4 separate regions of the Mus musculus genome follow, and regions 2, 3 and 4 are each linked to region 1. Evidence: chromatin contacts called from public HiChIP or PLAC-seq and promoter capture Hi-C data. All regions are on one chromosome and are shown on one strand. The core of a region is the stretch at or near the end of the contact, and the rest is flanking DNA. Distances in the headings are between cores, read along the strand shown.

Region 1 (6,250 bases), core at 2,091-4,590:
ATTAAAAAATAGATCTATTAAATAGCCCACCTATACCTCTCCTGAAACCCCAAAAGACTCCAAGTTAACATATCATGGAGACACTTGCACTCAATGTTTATGCAACGGTATTTCCATTGTGGAAAGATCCTTGGTGTCCACACAGACATTTTTCTAATCCATAAAGAGGAATGAAATTATGCTGTCTTCAGGGAAATGGGTTCAACAGGACACCATCATATTAAGCAAGCCTCAGGACGTCAAATATTACATGTTCTCTCATTTGTATTTCCTAGATTCTATACAGTCACATAAAAACATGCATGTGTAGATTAAATTGTCTAAGGGGATAAATGAAGGGTTGAAAGAAAGGAGAATAGAGGGGAGCTGGGTGAGGGGTGGAAGTAGTATGTTCAATATACAATAAATATCTATAAGAAAAAATGGAATGCATTTTAAAACTAATAAGAAATAAATGCTCAAATTTTAGTATAAAAAAGTACACAAAAAGAAAGCACAGGAAAGAGAATATGGCTAAGAAGTTGGTATTATATAGGGAAGAAACTAGAAAAAAAAGCTTAATAAATCAAAATCTTGCTTTAAAAATAATCAAAATACTAATGTCATCAATACAAAGGGAGAAAGTAATGCCTACACACAAAACAGAGAAACAAATTATTAAGAGTGGACTGACCATTAAAGTATAGGTGAACTTTTAAAATTAAAACTCATCACTTTGCAGAGCTCAGTGGAAACACATTTGGAGACTGAGATGAAGTGTGTAATTGCTAAGAAAGTGCATGCTGCCAAAACTGACCTCTCAGAAAGTATAAACAGACTAGTTTCTACACCACAGAGAACATTATTAAGAAATTATTCCACAAAACTGAGGTTCAGATGGTTTGTAAAAGAATTTTATCAAACTTTCTAAGCCACATAGTTTCAATGTTCCATAAATTATTCTTGAACACAGAAAAAAAAAGGAAAAACTCTCAATTACTTTTATGAAATAAGTCTAACTTCAAAATCTAAATCAAGTAAAGAAACACAAAGTACAGGTCACTATATCTCATGAACATCAATAAAAAATTCTAAGCAACTCATTATTAAAGGTACCACTATATTAAAAAAAATACAACAGAAGCAAGAGAAAATTATTTCAACACTGTAAGGTTGATTCAGTATTTGAAAACCTATTTATATCTCACTATACATTACTAATTCCAAGAAAAATATTATTATCTTCATAGATCATAGTAAGCCTTTGACAAAATTTAAAGCTTATTCATAATAAATAAAAAACACTGAAGAAAATAGAAAGAGATACTTTTTCATATTCTAAATATATAGTCTTAGTCCTAAAACCAGTACTTTATTTAATGGTGAAACACTAGAGGCATTTCTCCTAAGAATAAGAACAAGGTAAGGTGTCTGTTATCTCTACACCATTCATCCTGCACGAGAGGTATTAGCCAGTATAATTAGACAAAAAGATTATGGTAGGCATAAGAATGAATAAGAGGGAAATAAGATTATCCCTGTTTGCAAATGGGATATGCCAGCTGGGGATAGTGGTACATATCTTTAATCTCAGCACTTGGGAGGCAGAGGCAGGCAGATCTCTATGAGTTCAAGGTCAGCCTTGTATACACACTGAATTCCAGGCCAGCTGAAGATACACAGTGAGATCCTGTCTTAAAAACAAAAACAAAAATTCCACAAATAACATACACCTGTAAAATACATGAAAATTATGAGAATCAGTGATGGAGCTAACTACATTAGTTAGTCAGTTAGTGAACTGATCAGTGAATTAATAGGATCTAAAATTAACATGAAAAAAGAATAGGCCTGAGGAAGAGAAGCCGCCCACATATAGATTCCATCTAGATATGTCCAAAATAGATCTATAGAGACAATGCAGACTAATACTTGCATAGATAGGGCTAAGATTAGTGGGTAGTAGAGGCAATGGTGAGGGGCTATGATGCCTTTGAAGGGGTGCAGAGTTTCTCTGTGATATTACAGTTACATTAAAATGGAATGTTAAGGACACAACTCTGTGGATATGTAAGAACCATTAACTTGTGTACCATAACTGGGTGAACTGGATACACTATTAATGAAAGCTCAGTAAAATTGCTTTGAAAAGTATAGGTAAAAGGTGTTTCTCTGTGTTGTCCTGGCTGTTCTGGAACTTGCTCTGTAGACTAGGCTGGCCTCAAACTCACAGATCTGCCTGACTCTGACTCTTTAGTGTTGGGATTAAAAGTGTGGGCCACGACTACATCTTCAGATCTTCTGTGTTTTAACAGGATGCTTCAACGTCTCTTAAGAGGTCTGATTGAATATATATCAGGTAATTAGCAATTCATTTTCTATTTTACTGTATGTGTATATGTGTTTTGCTTGTGCACCTTGTAGATGCATGATGCCCAAGGAGGGCAGAAGAGGGCGTCAGATGCCTTGGAACTGGAATTACAATCAGTTATATGTGGGTGCTGAGGTCCAAACCTACATCATATGGAAGAATAACCAGTGCTCTTAACCCGTTGAGCCACCTCTCCAGCTCCTGTAATTAGCAATTTCAATAAATGTCAGTGAAAAATAACCAACAAGCGCGCCAAACTTCCATTTCTCTGAGCGACTGAAGTAGCTACATCCAAGAACTTCTCTCAGGTCTCTAGGTTATCTTAAATATCCTGCAGCCTTTTTACAGGTTACCCACCCCACTAAGTGAGTTAAAGGAATTCTCCTAAACTTATGGCTCCAACACAGACTGGCAGGAGAGAGGAGCCTGGCTGCCTACTGACTAGGATGCTGACAGGAAAGGCTGAGAGGAAAATGACACCGAGGCTGACAGGAAGGCTGACAGAAAGACTGGCAGATGCAAAGGTTGAGACAAAGGAAGACTGACACAAAGGTTGACAGGAAGGCTGACGCGAAGCCTGGCTGACGGAAGCCGCGCGCACAAAATGGCGCGGGAGCTGCCCAGTCAGCAGCAGGCCGCTGACAGGACGATCCCTCCCGCTGCCGTGCCACCTGCTTGCGCTGCTTGCTCCCGGGCCCTGGGCGCTCTCGACCTCCGCTGGAAAGGGGCGGAATCCGGGGTGTCAGTGACCCCGGCCTGGGAGCCAGTGGGCCGCTCTCCTCCCCGGGCCCCGGGCTCCACCGCTGCTTGCTTTGAGGCACAGCGGGCCCCGAGCCCTGGGCCTCGATGGCCGAAACCTCGGAGACCCCTCAGCTGCCACACGCCATGGCGGTGCGAGGCGAAGCGGGTCACGTAGATTAAGCGAGGCCCATCTGGCCTTTGCCCACTGCGGCTGGGCACCATCTCTCGGCCTCCTGTCGGGCAACCTGCGGGACCTCGGAGCCGGCCTGAGCACAGGGCGTGGGGTGTGTGTGTGTGAGGTGTGTGGGGTGGGGTGGGGTGGGGGAGTGTGGATGTGGGGGAGGGGGGACACTTGCGCATGCGGGCTGGGGGAGGGTGGAGAACCGTTGGGGCCAGACCTGTGTGAGGCGAGGACGGGACTGACCTAGAGGCCCCAACTTCACTGAAGAGAGATGGAGTGTGGGTGGGTGAGCTGGAGTCCAGAACACCAGGAGCCTGGGTAGGAAGTTGAGGTGTAGAACACCGAGAAGCTGGGGTTGAGGTAAGGAAGGGATTAAGGACATAAGAGTCCAGGCACCTAGCAGAAGACAGGAGCCTAATGTGGATCTCTGTTAGAAGTTGGGAGGCAAGGAAAGCCCTACTGAAAGGGAAACAGGAAGGACTGTGGTTGTGAGGATGGCCATTCGTCTAGAGAGAGGTTGAATTTCAGGCTATGCATCATTTGGGACTGGGATGTAAGAAAATCAAATATGGTTCTTTTCTATCAAATACTATAAAAATGTGTGTTTAGGACAAGGAATTAAAACATTTTTATCTCCTGTCTTCCACCTTGTAAGACTTTCTTGCAAAATGTTTTAACCCTTTCCGTCCAATAAAACTTTGATTTATGTAAAGCCCCCTGCTCTGTGTGATAACCTGGGGCAATGATCTTCTTGTCCTTGGAGCAGTGAACCCTTCCCCCTTCTCTGTTTTTAATTTTTGTTTTGTTGAGACATGGTTTCTCTATGTTGTAACTTTAATTTTTTTAGGCCTTATTTTTATTTATTTATTTATTTATTTATTTATTTATTTATTTATTTATTTATTTATTTATTTTGAGACAGGGTTTCTCTGTGTAGCCCTGGCTGTCCCGGAACTCACTCTGTAGACCAGGCTGGCCTCGAACTCAGAAATCCACCTGCCTCTGCCTCCCGAGAGTGCTGGGATTAAAGGCGTGCGACATCACACCTGGTTCTTAGGCCTTATTTTTAATGATAGTTCTTAAATGCTTTTGCCTCCCTTCTAGCCTACCACCCACCAGGTAGTAGAAAAGAAAGGATACAGGGGGCGGGGGGGGGGCGGGGAAGTGGACCTGTTTAGACGTGGTTCTTTGGAGAAAATCCTATCTGGGTTGTCGGAAATCAGCAGTTCAGTTCACAGGTCAGCAGCAGCAGCTCAATCCACTCCCAAACACTTTATGGATATACTAGCAGTCCAGTTTGGTAGAGTTGGATAGCAGCAGTGGTGGCACTATCTAGAAGAGACAGCCAGGTCTCATCCTAGACTCTAGTCATCAGGAGGGTCTGTTGAGCCCTTTTTATGCACCCTCCAAATATCACATGTTCTCCACAGGTCTTGCCTAAGCATGTGCATTTGTTTCAGCTGATGTCACTCTGCCAATCAGCCAGAACTGAGGAAGTGGCAAGAAGCCTCCACACACCAACCACAAGTTTTTGGGGTTTTGTGTGTGTGTGTGTGTGTGTGTGTGTGTGTGTGTGTGTGTGTGTGTGTGTGTTTCTCTCTATGGAGTTCTGACAAATGTAGCTCAACTACATAATGTAAGGTGGACCAATACATGTGTGCTGTTAGTGAAGAATCTTTCATCACGTGTCCTTTCATGTGCTTGCTTTAGCAGAACGTCTTTTCTCCTGTGTCTGCTTCAATGAAACATTCCTTCACCAGTCTGTCTTAGTCTTTCACCTGTGTTTGTTTCAATGAATCATACCTTCATATGTTTGCCCCATTAAAATACCATCCAACACAACTGACTTTCCAAAGAACTCTTTTAAAAAACATGTAGGGCATCAGATCCCCATTACAGATAGTTGTGAGCCACCCTGTGGTTGCTGGGAACTGAACTCAGGACCTCTGGAAGAGCAGTCAGTGCTCTTAACCACTGAGCCACCCCTCCAAAGAACTCAAGTTTCCACTTAACTATATAGCCCTGGAACTCACTCTGTAGACCAGGCTGGCCTCGAACTCAGAGATCCACCTGCCTCTGCCTTCTGACTATAACCAATTCTTTTCAAACTAGCCAATTGAATAAGATTGTGATGTCAGACCCCAGCTATCTTAGTCAGTGTATTATTACTGTGATAAAAAACGATGACCAAAAAGCAAGCTGGGAGGGAAGGGTTTCTGGCTTACATTTCTAGATCACAATCCATCATTGGAGGAAATCAGGACAGAAAGTCAAGGAGGGTTGGACCCTGGAGGTAGGAGCTGTTTACTGGCTTGCTTTCCCCTGGCTTGCTCAGCTTGTCTTCTTATAGAATCCAGGACTAGCAGTCCAGGGATGGCACCACCCACAATGGGCTGGGCCTTGTCCCATTGACCACTAATGGAGAAAATGCCATACAGCTGGATCTCATGGAGGCATTTCTCAACTGATGCTCCTTTCTCTGTGATGATTTTAGCTTGTGTCGAGTTGACACACAAAACCAGCCACCACTTGAGCCACCACTTGACTTACAACAAAAACCAAATGTACTTCCTACCTCAGTGTGTTTGCTCTTCCTAGTGTGCCTTCTTGATCAAGAGTGAAGTTTGCCTTGTCCAGACACTTCAGTTGGAGTGGTTATCTCTTTCTTGTGAACTTAAACATAACCCTAACAAGGAGCAAACAACGTAGGGGCAACTGCCTCTGAGGAAATGAGCTAAGTCAAGAAGAAGATGAGAGAATGGAACCAGGCCAGCCTCATGGTTGTGTGAAGAATTTCAGTGTGAGGACCTGACCCTGAAACAGTTTGAGTGTTAATCAAAAGAAGACAAGAATCCTTGCTACCAAAGGTAGCCCTAGTTCTGGAGACAGAGCCTATGAAGAGAACATAGACCTTACAGCTGAAGTCGGACTTGCTCTAGCTGCTGGCCAGCTAGGCTTTCTCCAGCAAACCATTTTCC
Region 2 (6,250 bases), core at 2,256-4,755, 290 kb after region 1:
TAAACCTGGTCCAGCATCACTTTCCTATTAGACTATGGCAGATCACCTCAGCATTTACTGCTATACTAGGACTTCCTGAAGGTGGTGACTGTGTTGATTTGAAGAAAACGGACCCATAGGCTCATAGGGAGTGGCACTATTAGTAGGTGTGGCCTTGTTGGAGTAGGAGTGGCTTTGTTGGAGGAAGTGCGTCACTGGGGGTGGGTTTTGAGGTCTCAGATGCTCAAGCCTGACCTATTCTCTCAATGTTTCTTCTTGTTGGCTGCTGATTCGATTTAGAACTCTCAGTTCCTTCTCCAGCACCATGTCTGCCTGCATGCCTCCATGCTTCCTGCCATGATGATAATGGATTAAGCCTCTGAACTCTAAGCCAGCCCCAGTGAAATATTTTCCTTTAGAAGACATGCTCTGGTCATGGTGTCTCTTCACAACAATAAAAGCCCAACTAAGAAAGGGACTAAAATATATTCTTATCTACGTATACTCTGATCAGACAGTTAATGGAGTTGCTAAAGTCAGAGCCTGGGCCATGACAATCCTAACAAGCCAGGTTCATCCACTCACTGACCTCTAAACAGCCAACCAATGAGACATGTTGGAAAAGCAGAGAAAGAGATCTAGTCAATGTGGTCATGTGGAGAGAGGCCTAATGACGGCACCAAGTCTGCCTTCCAGAGACCTAACATGAGGTTGAGATTAAGAGGTATGGCCGGGTGTGGTGGTGCACACCTTTAATCCCAGCACTCAGGAGGCCGAGGCAGGTGGATTTCTGAGTTTGAGGCCAGCCTGGTCTACAAAGTGAGTTCCAGGACAGCCAGGGCTACACAGAGAACCCGTCTCGAAAAACCAAAAAGGAAAAAAAAAAAAAAAGAGAGGTATGCATAATTACTAAGCTGGTCAAGTTGTTCATATGGTCTCCTGCAAAGTGGCCATCAAAGTTGTCGGAATGGTGTGGAATCTTGTTCCAAGCGACAAGCTTTCCAGCTGGCTGGTACCAGACTTTAAATACTCCCTCTACTAGCATGAGCTTCTTCAGAGAGAGCCCATTAGATTTACTAGGGACTACTGGCTCAATATTCTGATAGTCAAAAGGGCACAGCTCAAGGCTCTTTAGCATAGCTTCATTCCTGTCAGGATGGTTGCGCTATTCTACAAGTAGGAAAGGGACAGGGACTTTTAGCCAAGTATTGTGCTAAGCACCAAAGTCAAAACAAACAGTTGTGGTTTCTACTTTGAAGATTATACTCTGGGTGTGGTTGGGGGCATCGGGGTGCAGATGGCCAATCAGCCTATAAATTATTCACTTCCAGTTACAACAATTGCTTTAAGAACTTAGCTCAACAATAGACAAAATTAGACCGGGGACCAAAAAAAGATTTTGTGAGGAAAGAATAAGATATGGTGTGCCTAAAATGCAACCTATAAGAAGGGCACCCTGCCTCCAGCCCTCCCTCCAGGAGGGGCCAGGGTTGAACTCTCTAATAGGACTCCCTCAGAGCCAGACATGAGAGGTCAGCATGGGTCAGTAGTAGAAACAGACTTGAGATGTCCCAAAGGGTTGCAAGCTGTCATGACACATTGTGATCAGCTTAACCTTGCGACTGGCTGAGCTGTTGCTAAGAAGTATGAACTGAGAGTGGCTACTTGTTTTGTGCTCTAATTTCAGTTCTCTTGGGTAGCAAATGTTGGGTGAGAGCATCTTGGATCACTGCCTACTGTGCATCTTCCCCGGAGCCAAGGGCACTGTAAATGTTATCCACATCTTTTTCAGTTGTCATGGGTGACGAGGAGGAACCACAGCAGATGTAGTTCTGAGAGCTGGGGAAGTTGATGAGTTGATGATCAGCCAAGAAACAAAGAGGACAGAAGCACCTAAGAAATCAAAACTGTCCAGGCATGGTGGCACACACCTTTTAGCCCAGCACTTGGGAGGCAGAAGCAGGCGGATCTCTGTGAGTTCAAGACCAGCCTAGTCTACAAAGCGAGTTCTAAGACTGCCAGGGTAGTTAAACAGAGAAACCCTGTCTTGAAAAAAAAAATCAAATATGATCTCTCCTATAAAATATATAAAATTTGTGTTTAGAAGAAGAAATTAAGTTTTTTTTTCCTCCCTCACTTTGTAAGACCTGCAAATGTTAGAATCCCGTGGACATTTTTTATTTACACAAAGGAATTTGATGGCCTTTTCTCCTTGGTGCAGTGACCTCTTTCCCCTTCCTCCTCTACTTCTTATGCACAAATTCTTTTCAGATAACTGAGTAAGATTGTTATGTTGGACCCTAGCCAACTGAGAAAAGACAGGATTCACCTTCCTCAGAATAAAAACCAAATGCACTTCCTGTCTAGGTGTGTTCCCTCCCCTGCCCTTTCCTGCCCCAGCAAGCCTCTTGATCAAGTAAAGTTTGCCTCATCCAGACACTTAGCTGAAATGATGGTCTCTCTTAGCAATCCAAACTTTTTTTTCTAATAGGGGCAACAGTGGGGAATTCAGTGCAGACTTGTGGGTGTAAAAGCTAGGGTATTTTACTTGTTGTAAAATGACAGCTAGCTATCAGGACCGTGGATATGTTAGGTTAAACACTGGACCACAGCACCTACTATACTTCATCTAGGTATATATATGACCACGGTAATTATTTCTGTTCTTCTATTTCTGCATCTGCACAAAGAAATAGTAGTGCCAGCTTTCAGGTAGTTGTGAACGTATTTAAAGAGTGCAGCACTATTACATCTAATTCATTCTACTTACTGGATCTACTATTAGTAATGCTGACAATATTTAATGCTAAGGCGAAAATCCACACATGCAAAAAAGACTTAACAGCAGTTTTTATTTTCTTCTTGTTATTTTACGAGTTCGTAAAATGAATCTGCATTGCTATTAATCAGGCAGAAGGGTACAAACTTTTGAACAGAAGTTTGATTAGTAGGCAGGTTAGAGAGCTTGAGAGGGTATAGGCACTTGCCACTGAGCTGGAGGATACGTGTTCGATCCCACCACTTACATCACAGGAGAGACCAGTGTGTCCCAAGTAGTCCTCTGACCTCCACATATGTGCTGTCGCACGCTCCACCGCCCCTCCCTGCCACACAAAAAGTAAAAATTAATTTTGTCAAAACAATAAGATTAACCCATTGTTAACCAAATCTCCCAGATCACATTATTTAAGGGGATCGTGGGAATGGAGCGACTGTCAAAAGCACAGGCTGCCAGGCATAAATACAGAGCTGCTGAATCACAGTCGTTAAAGGATACACTCGTAATCTTTTAATCAGTTCTGCAGGTGACCCGGAGGTCTGATTTGGGAGGGCTGCCGTGACTGGGTAGGTTCTGAGCCTACAATGCCCAAGCTGTCCCGCAAACTAGCGCGAGCGAGCCAACAGCCTGCCGGGAGTTGTAGTTTCTAACGGCCAGACACGGGCTATAAGAACATAGGTGATGGCTCCAGGAAACCAACCGTCCCACAATGCAAAGGCCGTCGGTGACGCCATTAGACGAGCGCCGGCAGCGCGGCGAGCGGGGAGCGCCTTGGTCCCCGCCGCCTCCCACCCTGCCGCCTCCGTCGCCGCCGCCTCCGTGGGCCCCTCCGTGTCTGCGCAGCTCTGCCCGCGGCTCCCGGAGGAGCAGCGGAGCGCGGGGCCCGGCGCGGGCGCGGGGTGCGGCCATGGCGGACGGTGCGGGAGCAGGCGCGGCGGGCCAGGCTTCGGGACCGTCCGGGGGCTCGAGTGGGGCCGGCGGCCCTGTCAATCCCGCTTCGCTGCCTCCGGGAGACCCGCAGCTCATCGCTCTCATAGTGGAGCAGCTCAAGAGCCGTGGGCTGTTTGACAGCTTCCGCCGGGACTGCCTGGCCGACGTGGACACTAAGGTACCTGAGCCTCGGGGGACCAAGGGGGGCGGACCATCCAGTTGCTTTGACGTGCCAGAGCCCGGAGTAAAACAAAAGGCACCTCGAGAGCCTGGCAGGGACGCGCTGCTCGGGGCACTACCGGTATCTTCTGAGTGGTGCACACCCGACACCGGAGCCCTTACCAGCTGTGATTTTTAAATCAATCAATCAATCAATCTATCTATCTATCTATCTATCTATCTATCTATCTATCTATCTATCTATCTATCTATCTATCTATCTATCTATCTATCTATCTATCTATCTATCTATCTATCTATCTATCTATCTATCTATCTATCTATCTATCTTCTGAGTGGTGCACACCCGACACTGGAGCCCTTACCAGCTGTGATTTTTAAATCAATCAATCAATCAATCTATCTATCTATCTATCTATCTATCTATCTATCTATCTATCTATTCATTTATTTATTTATTTATAGTTCTTTCGCTTTTCTGAACTTGAGGATTCTTTAATGGCTGCACACGTATACCCACTCCATACCCAAGAAACTTGTGTTTTACAACCCATGGGAAAGGTAGAGTACTTTAGAAGCTCCACCCGTTCCCTTGTTCACCTGGGAGGTGATTTTTAGCACTGGCTGGATGGGACTGCACGTTAATAGTCCCTTTCCCCAGCTGAATCATTTGCAGACTTGTTTGAGGTCAAATTGGGATAAGCTGTCGAATCAGCACCTTCTTTTTTTCCATTTAACTAATTGAAATGGAGTTAATGGCTATGTTAGATCCAGTGCCAAAGGCCAGTCTACCGTTAAACAAAATGCTAATTCACCTCATTTGGAAACTTTGGAATGTGTGTCACGGGGCAGGTATATAGTAGCCAGAACATTTCCTTTCCCATTACAAAACTTGCTTGCCAAGATTAAGGTGTGGAGCTAGGAGCCTCTTTGCTGACTGAGAGGGCTCCCCAGGGTAGTGGTTGCTCCTCATGCTGTCAGGGCTGTGAGTCACCAAGCAAGCTGGTCTAGTAGGCCTTAGCTGGGGCTCAGCTGTCAGCTACAGGCTGCTGGGGCCTGTCCTACGGCTTTGATGTGCGGTAAGGTCTTCCCTACATAGACATGTCTTAGGCCACAATCTGCACAGGTAGGCCATCCTTCCTGCTTCCATGTTCTCGTAGAGCGACCAGAGCCATGCAGACACTGACATGCCATTCACCAAGGATCGGGTGAAGAGGTACTATCTGCCTCCAGTTGGAGAGAAGGTCAGGGGCTCAGAACATTCCTTGTACTCACGAGGTAGTTTCCTAGTCTTGTTCTTAAGCTCTGAGGAAGAGGATTTAGACTAAGTGCCTCAGGCTCCTTTGAGGGTCACAGCTTTCCTGGAAACGCTTCACAGAACTCCCTTGGTTGTAGCTGTAGGGACTCTTGCTGAGGCTTGGGTGGCTGTTTCATTTGGAGGGGCCTTTCCTTGGTATACTGCCATGAACAGTCACTGTGAGTCAAGCAGACAGGAGTGTTTGCATTTTAGGGATGGAAATTACTGACACTCAGAAATCAGGTGACTTGTAAGAAGTCAGTGCTCGGCCTCAAACCCTGTTCCTTCCAGAAGCAGCTTGCATCTGTCCTTGGCCACATGGAGATAGAGGGCACCTTTGTTTCCTCTTTTAAGCCTGAAAGTCTAATGTAAAAAAATGAGGGCAGCATAGTACTAATAGGGTTTCCGCTCGTGGAGTTTCTTTAGAAGTAGATTGGCTTAAGGGCTGGAGCAAGAGCTCAGAGGTTAGGACTGTTCTTCCAGAGGTCCTGAGTTCAATTTCCAGCAACCACATGGTAGCTCATAATGAGATCTGGTGCCCTCTTCTGGCCTGCAGGCATACACACACTCTATACTTAATACACATAATAAATAATTTTTTTTAAGTAGATTGACATATATAGGCAGTGCCCTGCACTGTGCCCAGCCACTACAAGACAGGCACCCTGCTGGCTGTTGCCTCATGGCCGCTGTACTGCAGGTGAACGCTGAGGTTGGGTGGGAGTGTGTTTAAAGGAGAAGATGTGTTTCTCTGAAAAGCAGTTTCCTGAATGGCTCAGTGCCAGGACATTGGCACACACACTAACACGGTCTCTTCTGAATGAATGTCTTAGCCAGCTTACCAGAACCTAAGGCAGAAGGTGGATAATTTCGTGTCAACACATCTGGACAAACAGGAATGGAATCCTGCAATGAACAAGAACCAGTTGCGAAATGGGCTGAGGCAGAGCGTGGTTCAGTAAGTAGAGAAAAGGTGGAGGCCCCAGCGTGAATGCTACACAGGCTGACCACAAGTTCATGGGGGTCTTGGTCTGTGGTACTTTGTAGCCATCTTGCTGTCTTGTGCATCACGGAGATGGTGAACA
Region 3 (6,250 bases), core at 996-3,495, 270 kb after region 1:
GGAGAAAACAGTAACTTGTCACACCTATAGCCAGCCCAGTGGAAGAACAGGTAAGATAGCCTGGAGGTTGTCACTGGTATCAGAATGGGGGTCCTGGGCTGACCGCCTGTGGGGCACGAGACTCTGTCCAGGAAGACATTCTCAAACTGTGCTGGATTAGAAGCTAGGAGGACAGTTCTGACAGATCTTCAGTGGAGCCATGGGAGGGACATGTGAGGACTTGGAGCAGTGGAGCCCATGACACTAGGAAGGAAGACGATTCTCTTTTCTACCACTACAGGCCCAGGGGTCTGTCTCAACTATGGACTGGCGTTAGACTGATGGGACAAAGGCTCTTTCTGGAGGAGGGCAGAGTGGCTGTAGTGTGTGGGGGCTCTTGGTGCCATTGGTGCTGGTGAATTCTAGACAATTTGAGTGGCTACATGGTCTGTACACACCCCCACGTACCCCCCACCCCACCCACACTCACTCTAGAAAGCCCCCATGGCTCTCCTGGAATTTCAGTTAGTTGTCTGTGGGTTGTTTTGAGATCTTTCATGAAGAAGTAGAGTCCTGACTGAAAGAAGTCACAAGTGCACATCACACTCTCCAAGAAGCACAAAGTGCATTGTCGAAAGGCCAGACCACAGTGTACACGCCTTCAACTCTATATTTACAGCCACCCAGCCCAAGGATTTTACATCTCTCTCACAAGGCCAAGTTGGAGCGCAGCTAGGGGAATGACATTGTTTTCTTGTTTCATGGTGGACGTATTTGGCAACGAATGGATTGTTCTGCTGTTTACACAATTTGGTGAATAGAGTCGAAGCTATTTGCAGGAACACATTTAAAGGGGACTGGGTGGTACATGAATGATATTTCAGTCAAGCTGTGACCCTGTCATCTGCAAAGTACCCCAAACGTTGGAATTGGACTTTGAATTTGAGCCTTCCATGAGCCAAATGTGGAACTTGGAAGAACCCGGGTTGAGCCTCAGCTCCTCAGTGTGATCAGATGATGGTCACATCATGGAACCCATGTGCAGGGAAAGTGAGAACAGACGTGTGGAGGTTACTGGCCTGTGAGATACAATTACAAAGTTCATGTGCTACACGCATGCATGCATGTGCTGCATGAAGTCCCTGTGGCCCCTAGACACCTGGGATGCAGCAATGCATCAAACTTCATTCCTGTCTGTGTGGAGAAAGCAAATTGGGGTAAGTGATAGTCTCTAACATTATACTACTTGCCTTAGTCATGTTCTAATGCTATGAAGAGACACCAAGACCAAGGCAATTCTTATAAAGGAAAGCGTTTCATTGGGGCTGGGTTCCAGTTTCAGAGGTAAGCCCATTATTATGATGACTGGGAGCATAACAGTGTGCAGGCAGACATGGTGCTGGAGAAGGAGCTGAGAGCTTTACGTCTTGCTCTGTAAGCAGCAGAGAAAGAGAGAGAGAGAGAGAGAGAGAGAGAGAGAGAGAGAGAGAGAGAGCGAGAGAGAGAGAGAGAGAGAGAGAGAGAGAGAGAGAGAGAGAGAGAGAGAAGAGAGGAGAGAGAGCTCCCAGTGGAAAAGTGAGAGTTTTTGAAACCTCACAGCCAACCCCAGTGACAAATGTCTTCCATTAAGGCCACACTCTATTCCAACAGGGACACACCGCCTAACCACTCCAAACAGTATATCAGCTGGGGACGAAGCACGCAAATACATGCCTTCCTCAGGGCAGTGGACACAGAGAAATAGGCATAGGCACCACTCTTTGGACACAGCTCTCCTGACCATGCAGTGCCCAAAGCCCATGGCTATGCCTGCTCTGTAGCCTCTTCTGTCTTTCCTTGGCTGGAGATGTTCTCATGCATCTACTCGAGCACCTCTGTGACACTGGTGTCCTTTCAGCCTAGCTGAGAGGTCTATGCACCCTGGGTTGTCCCTGTTCCTGGTGACAAGTGTCCAGTACTTGAAAGAAAGATATGTTGGGATAAAAAGGTAAATCCAGAAAGTAGCAGCAGTTGAGTAAAGAAGGCACCAGGGCATCCAGCTAGCTACTTGACACTCGGGACTGTGTGGTACTTAAAAGGAGGGTGGGGTGAAGAAGTGGTAGGCAAGGAAGATGAAGTAACACGTGAACGTAGCTCCAAAATGAGACTTGGCCCTTGCTTCAAACTCTAACTCCAGGGTTCCTCCTTCTTTGTTGGCTCTCGCTTATGACAAACCTCATAATTCCCTGTAGGTTGGCTGAGTGCAGCTTGCGAGTTTCTATAGTAACTGTCACCATAGCACCAGAGGCCTGGCTCCAAATTCCAGCTCTGCTGAGACCCTGAGCTGCTGTCAGCTGCTCCATTCCTAGCATCCTCCATTCCACAAGATAGAAAGAAGACCCAGGCTGGGGATCTACACACAGGGGTATGGCTAGGGCCTGCCAAGAGGGTTGGCACAGGGATGCGTGGCTCAAGGGGGCAGTGTTAAGCATGGCATCTGCAACAACAGAATTGCCCAAAGCTGACCGCTTCTGAGGATCTCAATTTGTGTTGTTTTGCTCAGACGGGGAGGAGCATCAGATCTGAATATGCAGCAAATGTGGGGCAGAAAGGCTGCCGTGGGGCCTGGCAGAAAGAGAAAAAAAAACCCTAAAATAAATAAATAAATAAACAAAACGGGGTGTTTGTGTGTGTGTGTGTGTGTGTGTGTGTGTGTGTGTGTGTGTGTACTGAGGTCCTGTGACTCCCAAATCTGTGGCCTCTCTGGGCCTCACTTTCTCATTCTGTAAAATGGGAAGAGTGCATAATGTTACTACTATCTACTTCTGTTGCCAAATAAGTCCTGTGCCTTGTATTAGTGGGTGCTTGGTTCTTGGTAGTAGAGAGATGCCAGGCATGCACAAGTCACCAGCACTGAAAACATTAAACTTAGATAATGTGTTAATAGGTAATGCTTTAAGTGTCTGTGTGTGTGCCTGAGTACATGTATGGACCAAGTTGCTGTCATTTACTCCCTTCCTTCCATACACGCAGTACCCATAGAAGCCAGAAGAGGGCATCAGATCCCCTGGAACCTGAGTTACACATTGAACTGAACTACCACCAGGGAGCTGGGAACCAAAGCCAAGTCCTCTGCAAGAGCAACCAATGCTCTTAACCATGAGCTACCTTTCAGCCTCCAGATGATGTTGCCTCTGTGACCTCAGCTGTATGCCCTGATCCCATCTGTCTTCCACTTGCTGTTCCCCTCCTATCCTGGTCTAGCATTTCTGGGAGCCTAGGAGACAGAACATGGCTTCCTGAATCATGAACTTGACTTTCTCTCCAACTGCTGTGATTTGCTGGCTTTCTAACCCTGGGCCTGATGAGTTCTCTCTGATTCCCCAGTTACCTAATCACAAGTCTTTAGTGATTCCCTTGGTTACAAGACTTAAACACCACCAGGCTGGGGTGACATGACCCCAGTAATCCTAGTGATGGTGTGGCAAAAAGTGCCAGATTTAGCAAATAAAAATATAAGATGTCAAGGAAATTTGAACTTCAAATTAAGGCTTTTTAGAAATTATTATTCTAGGTATGCCCCTATTATTATATATGCATACTTTAATAATAATAATAATAACAACAACAGCAATAATGGTTGTCAGAAGTCCAGATTTAACAGGATAACTTCCATTTTCTCTGGCAGCCTTAGGTGGGCAGATACTAAAAACCAAGCCAGATCTCCCTGCTAGGTAGCATCGTGAGCACCCACCGCCCCTCTGCAATTTGCTTTCTGTAGCCATCAGAGGCAAAAATAGCTTGCAGCTGCTCTCCCCACACCCCAGCTCATATCATGTTGATGGGCCCCCCCTCAAGGACCTTGCCTACCAGCCTGCAATGGGCTGCTTGTTCTGCAGCCTCTCCTGGAAGTTGGTCACATCAGGGCCCTGCAGGCTGTCCTACTGTGATTCTCAGTCCCTGGACTCTGGTCTCAGCACATGCATGGCAGCTGTTCATACTGAATGAAAAAAGCAAGCAAGCAAGCAAGCAAGCAAGCAAGCAAGCAAGAAAGAGAGAAAGAAAGAAAGAGAGAAAGAAAGGAAAGAAAGATAAGAGAAAGAACGAGAGAGAAAAGAGAAAGAGAGAAAGAAAAGGAAAAGGAAAGAGAGAAAAGAAAGAATGAGAGAGAGAGAAAAGAGAGAGAAAGAAAAAACAAAAAGGAAAGAAAGAGAGAAAGAGAAAAAGAAAGAACGAGAGAGAAAAGAGAAAGAGAGAAAGAAAAAAACAAAAAGGAAAGAAAGAGAAAAGAAAGAGAGAAAGAGAAAAGAGAAAGAGAGAAAGAAAACAAAAAGGAAAGAAAGAAAGAAATAGAACATGTCCAGTCCTAGGTATGGTGGAGAAGAAAGTTTATCATAGATACATAGATATAAGGGAGACATAGCCAGAGGCAGAAGAATCCAGAGTAGTCATGACCTTGAACCATATGGGGAGAGGGGGAGAGGAAGGGAGAGGGGGGAACTGAGTACAGCAGCCAGGAGGCCAAAGGTATAAAAGAAAGAACAAAAGAAGAGTGGCAACCAAAATGTCTGGACTACATAGGGAGAAGCCTCTGAGTGAAGGGCAGACCAAGCCTTGGGCTGAGGAGTTCAGGGTAGAGGATGGGTATGCCAGCATATCCTGTAACAGATAGGGACTGAGGGATGCTGGAAGAACCTGGCGGCCAGGTTCACTCTGATTTTAAATAGGCATCTCAGCCACCTGTGCTGGGTTTCAAACTTAACACATACCTGGCTCTGCAAGCCTGTGACCCTGTGCCTCTGGCCTTCAGTTTCTGATGTGTGGGATGAAGGAAATTACACATTAAGTGATGTCAAAATCGGCACCAGGACTGCAGAGGCAGCAGCCACTGCTGCTGCTGAAGATAGCGGGTATCCGGATGCGCTCCTGTCGTCTGCTGTCAAGCAGAAAAGTGGGCTCAGTATTGCCTGTGCTTGGATGCTTTCAAAAAATGGAAACCTGGAGATGCAGGGGAAGGAAGCCTTTTGATCTGGGGTGGTGGTCTCCTATCTGTGATCTCCACAGTAAGACAGCTTGTCCTGCAGTTCTATGGGGGGTCCTGTGGAGGTGGCTGCAAAGACCTGCAGTGGAATGTGTCCTCCGTGTGGGGATTTAAATGCAGACTCTCTGGCTTGCAGAACGTTGGGAATCATTTTCATTTTAACAGCCAGCCTCGAAGAGTGCTTATGACCTCCATAACTTGAGAATGGCTTTCCAGATTCTCCATCATCTTAGGTCACACCTTCACCTACACCTGTTACAATGGGGCTGGAACACCCTCTCTTTTTATTCCCATGGTGCTATCCTCCAGCCTACATCAGAAGTGGGGTGCACCTCGGAGCATAGCAGGAACATAACTTATGTGGCAGAGGTCCCTGGCACCTGCCCATCACTGTGACAGTTGTAACTAGCAAACTTGAGAGAAGGAACTGCAGCCCTCTTTCACAGGTATGAAATCCCTGGGCTCTAAGAGAACAGGTGCCACCTCTTGTGCCACCAGAGGTTCCAGGGAGCCTCCTGCTCTGAGCCAAGCTCACCCCCAAATGCACTGGGCAGAACGACAATCGACAATCGTGGTGGGGAGAAGTGTTGGTCAGGGTTCTTCTTTTCTCGGAGTGTGGGGAGGGACACGCAGCTGCTTCTGAGACGCCAATGGTGGCTTGAGTGACAGTGGCTGTGTGCTGGAACAGAACAGGACTGCCCAATGGAGTCACCGCCATTCCATAGGAGCCCGTGCTCCTCAAAGAAACACCAATAGTGTTTGTGTAGCCTCCAGGTCCCACGTCCAGCTGTTCCCAAAGTTAACTTGAGTTATTATGATTATAGTCTTAAATCACAGGAAATCTACATCAACGGCCAGGGTCTCTCTGTCTCTATCTCTGTCTGTCTCTGGCTATACTTACCTCCATCCGTGCATATCTATTATCTAGTCATGACTAAGCGAGCTGCAGATTCAGAGTAAACTGCCTGTTGTGTACTCCCCGATGCTAGCGATTGTATTGTGGTATGGCTGGCTCTAGTAGACAATAGTCTGTCATCTCCCCAAACGTCTGGGAACAGAGCTGTGTTGTCCTTCAAATCCTGACTGTCCTCCAAAGGCTTTGTTCTCACCTGTAGTAGTACTCAGAGGTGGTGGAAGTGTTCAGAGTTGGGGGTCCTCAGATCCCAGGGTGAGGGGAAAGGGGATGTGCGGAGTGTGTCCTTTTAGAGGACAGTGGGACCTCAGCTCCTTCTACTTGCTCTCTTTGCACCC
Region 4 (6,250 bases), core at 2,581-5,080, 260 kb before region 1:
TCCTGTATGAGCACAGCTTACCCAAAACCAGGCTCTTTCCACTTCCCTACCCTCCATCTCACTCCAAATCTAACCCAGGATCAAAAACATCACGCTAAACTCCGTGTAGCCTTGGCTACTTTACCAGCCGCGCCCACCCTTCAAGAATAGCCAACACTCCTGAAATCCTAACTTGGCCCCTGACAATGGCACTTTCTTACTCAAATGCCTGTCTATCCAAGTCTTTCGGGGGGCTGGCCAGCTGCTAGACTGTCTGTTCCCTCAAGCCCAGCACCACTAACCTTGACTAGAGACATTCAAGCAGAAGTACATGCCATAGATGAGGTACACATACAGGGTCCCAGGTTTCATGAACATGCCACGGTTCCGGGGGGTCTGCCGGCCACCTCTTGAGTGAGCAGCTTCATCTTCTGGCCCCAAGTATGCCTCAGTCTCCACAATGCGCCCACGGAGTTCTGTTCCATCAGCGAGTCGCCGGACAAGAACCTATGGGCAGTGAGTCTGCTCAGCTCAAACAGGGGCCAGCCCACCTGGACAGTCCCCACCTAGACCTCATTTAAACTCAGGATGTACCACAGGCATCCAGGCCCAGCCAGACCCAGCTACCTGGCTTCTCCATTCTGCCTCTTGTGCTTTGGCTGAGAGCCTGAATGCTGATGTTAAGGTCACCAGCCCCTCCTGACCAACTCTACTTATTTACTAAGGGTTCTAAGCCCACCTCAGGATTCATTTGGAGTCATAGTGCAGATTGACTTCCAAGTCCCCTCAGTAGTGTTCTCTCCTCCCGACATCCTCTCCCAGAATTCCCTTTAGAGAACTTAGTGAGAAACAGGGCCAGCTGGTCCAGCCATGCAATGCCTTGCTTGGACTATGATCCCAAGAATGGCCAACAGTCTTAATTCAGCCAAGGCTTGTAGAAGGATTTCAGCATCCAACCGTGTCCATTCCTTCACAGGTTTGAGGGATTATTTGATTAGAAGGCACCTTCTTCTCAGCCCACGTAGACCCATGGTGCCTCAGGGTCAGCTGGTAACAGGCAGGGTAGAGGAAAAGAGGTGGCCAGTGTTTGTCATGGAAGCCTGGAAACACTGGAGACAGGGGTGAATGTTTTAGGAGAAAAAGGCCAGCAAGCATTCCTTCACTAACTACCTACATGCTCCCATGTCTCCAAGGGCCAAACTGGGAACCCCACCTCAGCTTCTCGAGGGACCTCCTGGAGCTTTTCTGGCAGAGGGTCTAGAAAAACAACATGCTGAGCAGTCCACAGTCGTCTGCTGTCCTGGCAGCCCACTGCAGCGAACCTTTTACTGGGCTTATGACCCACATCTGGGTTTTCCTTGACCGAAGGGATACACAGGCGAGAATACCCCTTTCTCTGCCAGACACCATCTTGTCTACCAGTGTGGGTTCAAGTGGGCATGACAGGGGCCAGCTGATGTGCCAGGAAGCTGAGTAGAGGTAGGCAGATGTGTAATGGTGGTGGTAGTGCTGTTGGGCCATCCTTGAGCCCTTGACCTGAACCTGAGATAAATCTGCACCATGTTTTATATCATAGCTGTTGAAGGAACACAGATCCCTGCAGCTTAAAACATCCTGAGAACAGAATCTCGTCCCTTCTCTAGTAGGTCAGGGTCTGTTCCTGGAACTCTTAGCACCAGTTCTAGCAAAGAAACTGGCTGTCCTTGGCCATGGTCCCATAAAGGATAGCTTGTTAAAGGGAAAGGTAGGCCAGCGAACCTCTAACCAGAGGATCCAGCTTAAGCTCTAGCACCCCGGAGTAGTGGGATTTAGATGAACCTGGCTAGCCCCATGAAGTGGAGAGGCTCAGAAGGTGACAGGCTGTACTGTAAGCCACACCAGGCTGGGCCTGGGGTAGTCCCCACTTCTACTGCAAGCATGACTGGCATAGCCCAGATCTTGGGCCTGTACTGAGCCTTGGGTACTGAACTATGCAGTGAAGAGGCCAACTCTTTCAAGTGACTCAAATGCTGGCTGCCTAATGGTGTTCCTGGCCCCAGCCATCAGGGAACAGGGTAGGCAAGAGTGGTCCCTCACAGATGCTGGGGCCAATACCCACCAGCAGTCCTTGCAGGCAACCTGTCCTAAGGGGATTTCAGATAGAACAGTCAGTTTTTTCCCTGATGGATAAGTGTAAGAACATACCTCTAGCCAAAGCACGACAGTTGCCAGAAGCCCTGCTGCCTCCATCATGGGACACCTCTATCAATATTCTCATTCTCTGCAGTGACCCTAGATAATAGTCAAACTATTTGGCTCATATGGGCAAGGCAGCTACCTATGCACACACAAGGAAGGCCAAGACAGAGATGAGACCTAGTAGTAACAGGACTACAGTTCCCGGAACCTGCTCCAGTATTACGTTACCTGTCCCAGAAATGCACGGGCTAGGGTGACTGCTGGCTGGTCAAAAAACTCTGGTCCTAGCCGGCCAGAATGGTCCTCTGGGCTGGAGAAGTAGATACTCCGCCGGAGGCCCGGGGTCGACAGGAGTCTCTCTTTAGGGGTCTGCTGCTGCTCTGAATCTGCCAGTCGCTGCTTTTTTTGCCCAATCTTTCGGGAAAGCTGTAATGGGAAAACAAAACAAAACAAAAGAAGTGTCTGCCTGCCTGCCTGTTTCTCTGTAAAGTGGGGTGCCTGTTGGGAGTCATTCTAAGGCATACCGCCTCAGGGGACCTTGGGACTAGGTGTAGGTAATGACAGGCTGCTAGTGGTGACAGGATGGGTGGGCATTCTCTGCCCACACCTGCTACACATAGGGGAGACATGGATAAGGAGCATTAGAAGGTGGGTGCCTGAGTCCAATACAAAAGAGCTGGTTTTTCTGATTCCCACCAATCACACCATCTCCAAGGAAACTTGTTTCTGGAACCTGGTTCTTTGTTCCTAATCCTGGCCAGGAATTAAAATACAGTCAGAACCTGGGCAGGGCCTATCAGAGAAACATACTGAGTTTGTCTGGGCACTGCTCAAAAAATAGGTCACAAGACCACCTTGTTACTGACAAGACCTGACACACAAATGGGCATGCATGGAGATGACCATCTGCCTGGTCCCATTCTGAATGCTCAGGGTAGAACCCTGCTGGCCCCCAACTGTCCTTTGACTGTTTGGATATTAGAACAACTAGGAACAGGGACAAAAAGTCTATGGGTCTATAGGACCAGTAGGCACTAGTCTACCAAGTGCCGATAAACAAAGCAAGGAAATCTGGCCACATCCTTCAGCTATTGTGGTACAACAGGAGGGGATTAAAAGGACAACTGGGCAGTGAACCTGGGGCCAGGGCCAAGACCTGTCTTCAGTCCACGCTGAGCTGACTAGTTAAACAGCCATTACTCTTTTAAAGGACAGGGTCCCATGTGGCCTATGCTGGCTTTGAACTCCTGATTTTCCTGCGTCCATCGACTTCACAAGTACAGGCGTGCGCCACTACGCCGGGGTAAGACCCATTATTTTTATCTGTTGTGCTGACATCCAGGTTGGACTGAAGCTGCCAGGCTGCCGGGAATGGATGCTGACGTGACCGTCTCTGCAGCCCGACCCACTGTGCCAGCTCGCCGTGGGCTCAGACTCCGCGACGCGGCGCCCCCTCTCACCGGCGCTGGCATCTGGCCGACCTCATGATATCCGGTCACTAGGGATCCTGCTCTGGCATTCCCTGGGCGGCGGGCTCGTCCAAGAAATGGAGGCTGCTCGGTGTCGGGGAGCAGGGTCACGGACACCGGTTTTAGGGCTCCTCTGCCCGGGCGCGCACTACCACCGCGCGCGGGCATCTAGTCGCCGCCAGCACAGGCCAGGCCACCGGAAGCGCGGAGAGGGCGGGGACTGGAACCTGCGTCTGCGCAGAAGGCATGTAGCGCGGGGGTGGAAGGAATCTGCAGAAGAGGCGGAGCGAGGACTCTAGGGGCGGGACAGGGCGGGGCGAGTGTAGAAACCTTTCACCAGTAGGATTGGAACCCAGGTTCTCTAGATCTGGTTCTGTCCCAATGGCCCGATTGCCATCAAGACATCCTCTCTGAACCCGGACTGAATTTTCAAGGGTCCCGGACCAGAAGGCTCTGCCTTGGGATAGGGTGGGCCACAGAGGGTGTGTTGGGTGTTGTAGAGAACAAACATGAGGCCTTGGGAATCTCAGTCTGAATTCTGATCCTAGAACTGTCCTTCCCCAACCTTATCTCTGAATGGTGGAACTGACAGCAAGTGGATGCCTGCCCCATCTGGAGGCCCCTACCCTGGATCATCACAGATGATAGGTGGAAGGAAAGGGAATTCTGTCTCTGCAGTGAATCCCCACTTACATCCCTGGACCCCTAATGCCTGGAATTGCTACGAAGAGGGCTTACCACCTAAGCTGGAAGGCAGGACCAGGGCTGCAGGAGCTGAGCGGGATAACAGTTCCTGGCATCTCCTAGTGATTATTTCTCTGGGACCTAGGCTTGCCACCCACCCTATCTGTAACCTTTCAAATGAGGTTGTGCACCCGTACTCCTCGAGTGGGAAGTGACTGACCCAAAGGAAGGGATGATGGGAAGGGAAGTCTTGGGATAGGGTAAGCTGCTCCCTTCCCCCACTTCACTCACTCTCTTCTACCATTCCAGGAGTGATGTGGGTCTGAAGGGTTTCAAAGCAGATACAATCCTACTTTCCCCATTCACACTGCCTTATTAAAACCTTTCAGGGCTTGTCAGAGCTGTTTGATTTCTGAGACCCTGGCATCTAGGACTAGACAGAGCCAGAGGCCATATGCTTGTCACTGCTATATGCTCAGTCCTTAACTGAGCAAGGCACTTAGCCTAAGGACTCTGGTCCCCAGCTGCAACTCTACTGGCCAGCTCCGGGACTGAACTCTGGGCCTGGCTGGGGCTCAGCCATTCCCTCTCATGGGCCTCAGCTAGGACTTCCTGGGGAGGGAGCGGCAGCCTCTCTGCCTGCCTGCTGCCTGCTGCCTGCTGGAAGCAGTCCAGCTGTTTGTGGCACTCTGTGCAGTTTCTGGGGCTGGGGTGGGGGCAATATGTTGTAAATTTGAACTACCGAGGTTGGCCTTATCCCTCATAGCCATTCTGTCTAAACAATGCCTCTCTTTTCCTGTGAGAATAATGCCCCTTCCCAATCTAGGAGGGAAGCTGAGACCCTAGTTAGGTTCTGGTCCCCTGTTGAGGGCATTCTGAAGACTTCACCTTTGGGTGAATGACAAGCTCCTTCTGTTTGGTGGGCAGTCTGATTTCTGCCCCAGGCAGAGACGGGGGTGGAGGCCAGCATCTTATTCTCCAGATGTTCTGGCCAGAGTGTGGGATTGTGCAATGTCTGCCCCTCCCCCCCCCACTTCCTGGTCTGTGGCGAAGCTCCCACTGCAGGCTGGAAGTGCTGGGTTGGGCTTCCCTACTGTGTTTTGCCAGCAGACTTGCCAGGAGTAAAAGAATGTCCAAGAGGAAGGAGCCTGGGACCTCTTCTGTGCCCAGTGTACCTTGTGCCTGCCTGGCTGGTGACAAAGATGCCATTGGGAGATTCTTTGAAAGGAGACAAGGTTGGGGTTGGAATGGTGTCTCCACGGGTTGTGGGAAGGCTGGAGCTGCCTCCAGTCGTGGTGGCATGGGCTGCCAGTCCCTGCTAGCTCTAGGCTTCAGTTTCACTGTCTCAGGGGCTTAACACACTGACTGGCTCAGTTGCCTGTCTACCATGGACAAAGCAGGAGCTGGGTTGGAGCCAGCTGGCTCCTGGTTTGGAAACTGGCACCCTTCAGCAGCTTCTCAGCAGAGTGGTGGCTATTACTCTGGCAGGCCTTAGTGGGTCTCTATAGGTGGGGGACCCTCTATGGTTAGCTGTTTCTTGGGAAGAGAGGGTAGCTATCAGGCAGGCCAAGGAGAGCTATGCTGTCAGGCTGCTAGGATCTTGGCCCAGGAACTTATAGAGCCTCTTTGCTGAGTCCAATACCATGAGGAAGGGGTTTCTTCAGAAATAGCTGGAACTTCAGGCCTTTGAAGTCTAGCCTGGGCTAGAACAGGGCTAGCCTTGGCCATTCTGTCTTCTCCCCAGCTAGGTAGTGTCCAGGATCCATCTCTACATCTCTCTGTGGGGTGCTTGGAAGCTAAGCTGTGGGTTCAGGAAGTACCCGTTGAGATTCCTTTTACAGCTCAGGGATTCTAACCACACAGATGCTGGCAGAGTACTACACAAGACCTGGAGGTAGTGTAGAAGCCTGTCTATCCCAACACCTATTCACCAGTTCCAG

What was found. Promoter capture Hi-C pulls out the DNA fragments that hold promoters and counts their contacts. HiChIP or PLAC-seq counts read pairs in DNA pulled down with a chosen protein or histone mark.
Region 2: a contact with region 1 is called in an H3K4me3 HiChIP or PLAC-seq map of fetal liver, with 8 times the contacts expected there. The contact joins the promoter of Bod1 here to the promoter of 4930524B15Rik in region 1. A contact is called at or near these places in 29 of 39 promoter capture datasets (the 3T3-L1 cell line, 3T3-L1-derived adipocytes, the C10 cell line and 18 more), 3 of 15 datasets of contacts at CTCF or cohesin (CD8 T cells and the NIH/3T3 cell line), 95 of 484 Hi-C or Micro-C datasets (the 4T1 cell line, the AtT-20 cell line, B cells and 61 more), 37 of 115 datasets of contacts at active chromatin or transcription factors (the 230-238 cell line, CD8 T cells, the HPC-7 cell line and 24 more) and 5 of 9 other capture datasets (adipose tissue, embryonic stem cells, liver and 2 more).
Region 3: an H3K4me3 HiChIP or PLAC-seq map of stem cell-derived neural progenitor cells shows a contact between it and region 1, with 16 read pairs. The contact joins the enhancer-like site here to the promoter of 4930524B15Rik in region 1. A contact is called at or near these places in 6 of 39 promoter capture datasets (the C10 cell line, cranial neural crest, hematopoietic stem and progenitor cells and 3 more), 1 of 15 datasets of contacts at CTCF or cohesin (the NIH/3T3 cell line), 6 of 484 Hi-C or Micro-C datasets (B cells, CD4 T cells, bone marrow-derived macrophages and 3 more), 14 of 115 datasets of contacts at active chromatin or transcription factors (the 230-238 cell line, the HPC-7 cell line, bone marrow-derived macrophages and 10 more) and 3 of 9 other capture datasets (adipose tissue, liver and pancreatic islet).
Region 4: a contact with region 1 is called in a promoter capture Hi-C map of the HPC-7 cell line. The contact joins the promoter of Mpg here to the promoter of 4930524B15Rik in region 1. A contact is called at or near these places in 2 of 39 promoter capture datasets (the HPC-7 cell line and cranial neural crest), 3 of 115 datasets of contacts at active chromatin or transcription factors (astrocytes, embryonic basal ganglia and forebrain) and 1 of 9 other capture datasets (pancreatic islet).

Annotation. Positions count from the first base shown.
Region 1 is chr11:31,962,723-31,968,972 of GRCm38.p6, reverse strand. 4930524B15Rik (RIKEN cDNA 4930524B15 gene) reads right to left here and starts at 3,340. Exons shown (of 5, transcript NM_026262.1): 1 at 3,022-3,340. The coding sequence starts at 3,313.
Region 2 is chr11:31,669,117-31,675,366 of GRCm38.p6, reverse strand. Bod1 (biorientation of chromosomes in cell division 1) reads left to right here and starts at 3,505. Exons shown (of 4, transcript NM_001024919.1): 1 at 3,505-3,866; 2 at 5,999-6,123. The coding sequence starts at 3,666.
Region 3 is chr11:31,691,071-31,697,320 of GRCm38.p6, reverse strand. No RefSeq gene overlaps it. Among named protein-coding and RNA genes, the nearest start is that of Gm39673, 21 kb to the left of the region's middle. Within about 2 kb of position 2,245, at least 55 of the 459 cell types and tissues checked have an H3K27ac peak or open chromatin away from gene starts, as enhancers often do. A contact at or near this core is called in embryonic basal ganglia, forebrain and stem cell-derived neural progenitor cells, where this site is marked.
Region 4 is chr11:32,224,085-32,230,334 of GRCm38.p6, reverse strand. Mpg (N-methylpurine-DNA glycosylase) reads right to left here and starts at 3,830. Exons shown (of 4, transcript NM_010822.3): 1 at 3,618-3,830; 2 at 2,386-2,583; 3 at 282-486. The coding sequence starts at 3,794.